Regions from separate parts of the Ovis aries genome. Here region 2 is linked to region 1. A link is a contact called in public Hi-C data. All regions are on one chromosome and are shown on one strand. The core of a region is the stretch at or near the end of the contact, and the rest is flanking DNA. Distances in the headings are between cores, read along the strand shown.

Region 1 (4,354 bases), core at 1,814-4,313:
CATGTAAGACAGGCTCTCTTCAGCCTTTCTTTCTTTCTTTCTTTCTTTCTTGAGACCCTTTCCTGCCCTTGATTTCTGAATCTCCACTTGAATGGCTGCTACTTCATGACCTTCTTAAGAAGGTTTTCCATTTTCCTCTCTCTGAAGGGTTGATTGCTTAGAGATTCTGTGTTGTTCTAGTCTCACTCCGCTCACTGTACCCACAATATATTCATCTACGAGACCTCTACAAGGGTTTCTCACTGATGGATTGAACTCAGCTGACTTCATCATCTTTCTGACCATCTTCCATCTCCAAGAAAGATATCACCACAAATCCTACAAATAGCATTCCTAGCATTCTTTTCCCTCCCATTCACTGTTCTGGTTTTCCGTTGGTACATAACAAATGACTCTCAATATACAGGGGCTAAAAGCAGCAATTTATTTGACTCATGATTTGGGGGATCTGGAATGTGTGAAGGGCTTGGCTAGATGGCTCATCTCTGAGCTATGTGCTTCAGCTGGGACATCTGGGGTGGGGGACCACCTTTGAAGATGCCTTCTTCACTCACAGTGTGGGACACCTCAGTACTCCTCCGTCTTCCCCTTCACATGCCATCTCATCTTCCAGGACCTCTCCAAGGCCTTGGGCTTCTCAAGGCTTGTTCTCTGGGTAGTCACACTTCTTACCTGGGGGTTCTAAGAGACAGGAAGTGGAAGAGAGCTGGCTGCTTGAACGCTACACCTCGAAATGACACAGTTTTACTTCCTCCATGTTCTATTGGTTAGAGAGAGTAGTCTCAGGACTCACCCAGAGTTAAGGATGTGGAGACAGGCTCTATCTCTTGATCTGGATGGGAAATATTATTGAATCCATCTTTGGAAATACACCCTGCCATGTACACCCACACAATCAATCCCCAAGTCTTATCCATTCTACCTTCCAAATACTTCTCAAATGTATTTACCTCTCTCTCTCTATTGCATCACCTTCTGCAGGCCACCATTTTTTCTCTCCTGAAAGCTTGTCTTAGCTTCTTCACTGGCTTCCAGGATACTTCTAGAGTTCCTTCATTCTTGGTGTGACTGATAGAGTGATCCTTTTATATGGCAAACTTAATTACACTTCTCCCTATACTTAAAACCTTTACAAAGCTCCCACTGCCTTTAAAAAAAATCTAACATAGGTCATACATTCTTTCGTGCCTCTAACCCTAATTATATTTCCACCTCAACTCAGAGGATATAATGCATTAGTCCATAGCTCTATATATTTGAAGCATCTTAAACTAGATTTTTAACCTTACATAAAATTATTTTCATACTTATGTTAATGTTTCATTTGTGCCTTTGGGGTAATTTACTATTTATTATGAATCTCTGGTGCATATAAAATAGCTATTACTCCAAAGATACTTACAGGTGAAGGTAGTATTTCCAAAAGTATATGACTGTGATATCTTTCTATCCTCAAGTTTTCAATCGTTTTTGGATGTAACAAATGATTGTGTTATTCATAGAGATTTTTCAAAGTTGATTAATTGATTTATGGCTGTACTGGGTCTTTGTTGCTATGCATGGGCTTCTTTCTAGTGGAAAGTGGGAGCTGCTCTTTGTTTTAGGATATGGGCTCCTCATTGTGGTGGCCTCTCTTGTTTCAGAGCGTGGGCTCTGGGCACGTGGGCTCAGTAGTTGTGGCATATGGGTTTAGTTGCTCCACAGTATGTGGACCCTTCCAGAACAAGGGATGGAACCTATGGCCCCTGGCAGGCAGATTCTTAGGCACTGGACCACTGGGGAAGTCTCCATAGACATTTTTAAACTTCACCACCCCCAACACTCTTTGACTATGTTCATGGCTTCTGATGTTATAATAGTAGCTATTTTTGAATGACTTGTTTTATACGAATAAAATTTATTTATCAGACATTAAATAGAAATAAATAACAGACCTTTAAAATTAATATGAAAGTCTTTATCTTTTAATAGGACAACTTTACTCATTTACATTTATTTTCCTGGCTGAAAAACTTGGTTTCTCATCTCAAATTTTATGTTTTGCATTTTTTTCCTTGTGCTCCTTTGTTTTCTATCAATTATCTTTAGGCATTTAGCTTAAAGTTTTATGATACACCTTTGATAGTGTCCTGGAAAATAAACCGATGTTTCCAGTTGTACTAGTATTTATATTTATTTCTTTGCATGATGAAAAATTTTTTTAAATTTTGGCTAGGCCACGTTTTTTTGCCTCACTGTCCAGTTTTGCTTACTGAGAACCTATCACATATAGGACACAATAATACAGTAGTAAAGAAATAAAAAATCTCTTCTCTCACAGACCCTATAGTTTTGCAAAGAAGATTATAATTAAAAAAATAAAATAAGCATGTACATATTCTACACTCAGGTTATTGTCATACGAGCTTAGCCATATAATCAATTTCAAGAGTAATATCTGGCTTATGCAGTCACTTTGGAACTACATGTATCCTTTTTGTATATATTAGTGATTTTCAGTGCTCCTATGATGTTCCCACTATTGAGTCCTTCTTTATTTCTCTCCTTGGCTATAATACATCTTTTAAGAGCTAGGTAAAGTCTCCAAGAGCCAGCTAGCAAGGCAAAGGGACCTCAGAACCTCATAAAATTGATTCAGTCATGATTTTTCAGCAGCAGGGCACCATGATATATGCAGCAAGCCTGTGGATTTAAAAAGATGAAACTTCCTTGCAAAGTTCTAGAAAGCACTGCTCAGTTTTCAAAGAGGCATGTTTCTAAAACCTTAAGAGCTTGAATTGCTTTTAGGAACAATTCTTCTTTTTCCATTGCTTATAAGAACAACAATTCAGGGTTCACTGCACCCATAAAGAGATCTTAGAGCTAGCCATACAAAAGTTGAGGTAGGCTTTGTAGTAGAAGCATGGAGAAGGTTGGCTCAGGAAACCAGAGAGGAACTGAAATGATTGCTTCTGATCTCACAGAAACTAGATTGAGATAGCATCTGTTTCCTCTCGTGGACCAGACGTCTGGGGACTGACGCAGGACGGTGGATTAGGGAATGAACTTGATACTTGCATAATGACTGCCTTGCGAACAGCTACTCATTCTGGGCAAATGTAAGCAGGAAGCTAACTCCCAAACTGGGGAACCCAGAGACTGGGGAAAAGAAAAATCAATCTGAGAGTCAAGAAGTGTGTCAACAGGTTCATGTCAGGAAGCCAGCCCGAGTTCCGTGCCAGCGCTTGACACCCTTGCCTGTATGTCAAAGACAGCTGTTAGTTTTCTGGTGATGCATGCATACTGGTGGCTTGTCTGACTCCAGAAATATTTGGCTTGCTTACCCATGTGACTCAGACTCTGGAAAGTGATGGAAGAAAGAAAAAGCTAGTGTGAGACAGGGAAAACCAACCAATATTCAGGTCTCTGCTCTTGACTCTTGAAAGGTCTGGAGAAGTTATCACTTACCACCAAACTCTTAAGTTCTCAAATAGTAATTCGTCCTGGAAAAAAAGAGCGAGGTATTTGGAACAGAGGCTTATACCCCATACTCTTGGGGAAGTGGGTGGAACCATCCAGAAAAGAGGTAAATTTTCTGAAAGGAGATGTGTGAACTAATGATTTTATGATATAACAAAGGATTTTTCCTGCCAGTATTTCACACCTCTCTCCTTCTCTTTCATTTTCCCCCATGAAACATAAACTATGTATTCACAAGGGATTTTCATTCAAAAGTACTTCCTTTGAATCTATACCTTTCTATCTACATCTATATCTAGTCTCATATATATTTTGAGACTAGAGTTGGACCATTAAGAAGGTGAAGAATTGATGCTTCTGCCTTGTGATGCTGGAAAAGACTCCTGAGAGTCCCTTGGACTGAGAGCAGATCAAACCAGTCAATCCTAAAGGAAATCAACCCTGAATATTCATTGAAAGGACTGATGTTGAAGCTAAAACTCCAATACTTTGGCCACCAGATGCGAAGAGCTGACTCATTGGAAAAGACCCTGATTCTGGGGAAAGATTGAGGGCAAGAGAGAAGAAGGTGGCAGAAGATGAGATGATTGGATGGCATGACCAACTCAATGGACATGACTTTGAGCAAACTCTGGGAGCTAGTGAAGGACAAGGAAGACTGGAGTGCTGCAGTTCATGGGATTGCAAAGAGTTGGACATAACTTAGTGACTAAACAAAAAACAACAATATATTTATAGCTTGTTAAAAATATAATTATAGGTTATAAAGTTAAAATTTTCATTTAATGCATTCTATTAATTATTCATATATTTGTCCCATTTCTTAGTAATAAAGAAGTCATCATTTTTGGATCATATATAATAAAGAAGTAATTTTAATTTTAAAATACTTTGT
Region 2 (4,168 bases), core at 797-3,296, 120 kb before region 1:
GGCTTGGACAGACTAAATTTAAATAGGCTAAAGTACAACACAGCAAATCTTCTATCTACTAGTTATATCCAATTAGAGGAGTTCTGTTAACTCTTAAGAATATTTGATTCTTTCACTTTTCTTTGGCTTCATTTTCCATGTCATTGATTTTAAAATCCTTCATTGTAAGGTTCCAAACAATTTGGATAAATGCAGAATAACACAAAATGCTTAAACTGACCAACTGATGTAGTTCATCATATCTTAACAGTACATTAATGGTAAGATGCAGCATTATTTTACGTACAACTAAGGAAAAAACACCAATTAATTGTAAAATGCCATTGACTGTGAGATCCATTTCAGAAATGTTAAAATGTATTCAAATGTTTCTTTTTAAGTCAGAATTAACTAAAATAGTGACATTTAAAAATTTTCACTTGTAGTGTTATTTCCATGCTAGTACACTATCGAGCTATAACTTTATCAACCAGTAACTCTCAACAATGAAGTCTGGTTTCTAAGTCTTGTTCTTTCTTACTGACTTTACCCAGGTAAAACAAAGGATACAGCAAATCCAGGATTGGTTCTCAACATAGACGTTAATTCAAACTCTTCTAAAGGTGTGCGTACACTCAGTCGCTAAGTCGTATACATCTTTTCTATCCCATGGATTGTAGCCTGCCAAAATCCTCTGTCCATGAGGTTTTCCAGGTAAGAATACTGGAGTAGGTTGCCATTTCCTTTTCCAGGAGATCTTTCTGACACAGGGTAACCCCTGTGTTCTGCATGCAAGTGGATTCTTTCTAACTGAGCCACCTGGGAAGCCCCTTTCTGATTGTAGTTTCTCATTTAATTGTAGATTGAGGTAGTTCATTCGATCAATATCAACTATATAAATAACAATGATAAACAACTTCTTTCCAAAATTGAAATCTATTCTGAAATCTCTCTAGGGAGTCATGGATTATGTAAAAGGAAATCATTTGAAATAATAAACACTTGTCTAAACATAAAACAGTGAAGAATCTACATAAACTCATCTAGGCTAAAGAAAGAGAAACGTTTAGTACTAGATTAAAACATCTCCCTGGACTGATTTAAATTAAGATAAACAGTAGGTTACCTTACTATCCAAAATGCCACATCTTTCCATTTTAGAGTGCTATCCTCCTGGGTAACTTAAAATCTTCTAGTAGCTAGCAGAATTTAAAAAACAGCAGCAAAGGCAGCGAAACAATTTTAATAAATTAACTCGTATCAAAAATATTCTTAAAATTTGAAATCAATATAAAATTAATGACATCAAGTGTATCACTTCATATTAGGTGTATGACTTACATTCGTAACACAACTCATTTAGTTCCTGCTATCCACATTTCAAGCGCGCAATAGCCCCTATGGCTATCATATTGGGCAGGAGTCTTAGAGGACTTCAGAATCAGCTAATCCTTTACATCCAGAGTTTGAGAATTTCTTGTATGTTACATACATGCTGCTTCTAAGGTGCTTAGAGATCTGTGAAGCAGAAGACTTCACTCTCGGTACGTTGTGATCCAAGGCTCGACAGCATTGAAAGTAGCAAGGGAGAAAGGCAATGGGACAGATCCGGACGCCCAGGAACGTGCCTTGGAAGGTCTGGGCCGCTCCGGGCAATGCCCGGCGCAGAGACTGCGGACACAGCTTTGGAAGTTGCACTGCGCGACAACTCGGGGCTGCCTGGAACCCCGGGCCTTTTCCTAGGACGCCCTGGCACACCAGAGCCGGACAAAGGGAAAGTGTCCTCGGAGCTGGACACAGGGTCGCGCTCCGCCGACAGAGGCGGCTGCCCGGGTCGCATTCGCCGGTCGCCGAGAGGTGGGCGGCGGCCGGCGGCTGGAGAGGAACACCCAGACTAGCCCTCCCAGGGGCGCGCTCACGACAGTGACGCCACCAGCGCGAGGGCGGCAGGGTGGGCGGAGAGGAGCGGCGCGCACCGCCCCTCGGAGGGCGGGACCGCGGTTTCGGAGGGCCGGGGCGGGGCGGGGTGCGCCGGGGAGTCGGGGCGCCAGCGGGCGGTTTCGATTAGTGCTCGGAGCTGCGACGGCAGAGCAAGGCGCGGAGCTGCGCTGCCCGGAGCCCGGCGCCAAGGCTGCGGGAAGGCGGCGGCGCAGGCGCGCGGGGTCCGGCAGGCGGCCGCGAAGAGGTGGAGAGGCGAGCGGGAGCGCGGGGCCACGGCCGACCTGACCACTGAGCCCGGCCACCGCAGCGCCGGCACCCGCGAGCGCGCCCGGGCCAGCGCGCGAGGGAGAGCGCGCGGGCGGGGGCGCGCAGGCCCTGCCCGCCCCTTCCGCCCCCACCCCCTCCGCCCCTTCCTCTCCCCACCTTTCTCTCCTCTTCTGCGCCCCCGCGCCGGGCGCCCACCCAGTCCTCCTCCTGCGGGAGCGCTGTCCGCTGCGGCGGCCGGATCGGGCCGGGCCGGGGGATGGCGCTGCTGGACCTGGCCCTGGAGGGAATGGCCGTCTTCGGGTTCGTCCTCTTCTTGGTGCTGTGGCTGATGCATTTCATGGCCATCATCTACACGTGAGTGAGGGGCAGCTGGAGGACCCGCGGCGGGGTCCAGGCCTCGGGGACAGGCGAGGGTAGGAGGAATTTCGCTTTGGAGGAGATTGGGCTCGGATGGGGGTGGAGACAGCCAATTTTCAGACTCTCCCTCCCAGTCTCTCTAGCCTTGGATCAGCTGGGCCGGGGGGTTCATTGGAAGAGAGAAGTGACCAGTGAGGGGGTGGCTGGGCGGCAGGCGACTTCACAGCCAGCGGAAAGAGACTGTACTCTTTTTATGTGTAGGGCGGAGGGTTGCTTGCTTGGTTTGATTGTGCTATGGATTCGTGTGGTTTTTCATCTGGGCCAAGATGTATGGTGTATTGTGAGGTTTTTTTCCCTCTCTCGACCTGGGCCACGTTTCTATTATGATGGTGATCATTTCCACTCTTCTGGGAGCTGCACGCAGCCACCTGGAGACCTCCCTGTGGATTTTCTTCTTCCTGGATAAGCTTTCTGTCCTTAGATAGATGTGAAGCACCTGTCCATCTTGAAAAACGTCCACCAAACCTCTGAACTGGTGGTGTAACCTTAAGTCACGTCAGCTTGTACATTTCAGTGTGGCTACCCCCCACCCCCCAATTCCTTATATTTTGTCTTTAGATTGGGTCCGCCCCGCCCCCCAGGCACATACCTTTTCATTAGATACCATTCATTGAAGACACAGTATCAAGCACGACAGAATTCCTGTCCTCATAGAGCTTACATTCCAGAAGGGAGAGACATAATTAAAATCCGAATAAGGTTATTTCAGATAGTGATAAAGACTATGAAATAAAATAAAATCGGGTAATGGGATGAGTATGACATAGGGTGTGTAACTATTTTTGATATTTTAATTGTTTGACTGTCTTTAAAATGGAAAAAGTCTTTGTAAGGAGATGAAAGAATTGACACAGCCCATTACTCTTGGATTCACTAGACTTTTAGCTGGAAAAAAAAAAAAAAAAAAGATTGTGCATAGTTATCTTTACCACCATTTAGAATAGGGTATATGTTAGTAGAGAGAAGACTTTAAGAAATTACTTAACAGTTTTTCTTTCCCTTTCACTGCAGAAAAAGTACTTCTTCCTTTTAGAAATGCTGCATTTTATTAGTGTAGTGTAGCATTTCCTGGTAGTGGAGAAAGATGCTACTGATACATGGTAAATGCATGATGGTATTTCTTTGAAGATGAAGGAAAAATGCTTCTTGGATACTGTTTTTAGGTTTTGGAGTTTGTGAGCTGTAGGCAGTGAACATTCTGGAGTTCATTTTAAATATATAAGTTATTAAAAAGCAATTTTGTTACTTTATCTGATCATAGAAATAAAACAGGCTTATTGTATAGGGAATTAGACTACAGAGAAGAAGAAAGAGGAAAGTTAAACACACACACCAAAACTCCATTGCCTGTCAACCTTTTGTACTATCCTTCCAATTATATTTCTATAGGGGGAGGGAAAGGAAGAGAGGGAGGTCAGGAAGGAACGAGGAAGGGACCATACCATGATTTTTCTGTAACCAGCTTTAAAATTCATGTATTTAATAAATACTTTCTAGGAAGCTCTTTTGCACTGTTCTAAGTGCTGGAAATAAGATTGAAGAACAATAAATCCAAGGCCCCTGC

What was found. A called contact is a pair of places that touch in the nucleus more often than the background predicts.
Region 2: a Hi-C map of tail adipose tissue shows a contact between it and region 1, with 4 times the contacts expected there. The contact joins the promoter of UGCG here to the enhancer-like site in region 1. A contact is called at or near these places in 4 of 16 Hi-C or Micro-C datasets (blood, retroperitoneal adipose tissue, skin fibroblasts and 1 more).

The regions. Positions count from the first base shown.
Region 1 is chr2:11,533,795-11,538,148 of ARS-UI_Ramb_v3.0, reverse strand. No RefSeq gene overlaps it. Among named protein-coding and RNA genes, the nearest start is that of UGCG, 120 kb to the left of the region's middle. Within about 2 kb of position 3,063, at least 12 of the 54 cell types and tissues checked have an H3K27ac peak or open chromatin away from gene starts, as enhancers often do. A contact at or near this core is called in tail adipose tissue, where this site is marked.
Region 2 is chr2:11,653,060-11,657,227 of ARS-UI_Ramb_v3.0, reverse strand. It overlaps UGCG (UDP-glucose ceramide glucosyltransferase), which reads left to right and starts at 2,046. Exons shown (of 9, transcript XM_004004013.5): 1 at 2,046-2,541. The coding sequence starts at 2,444.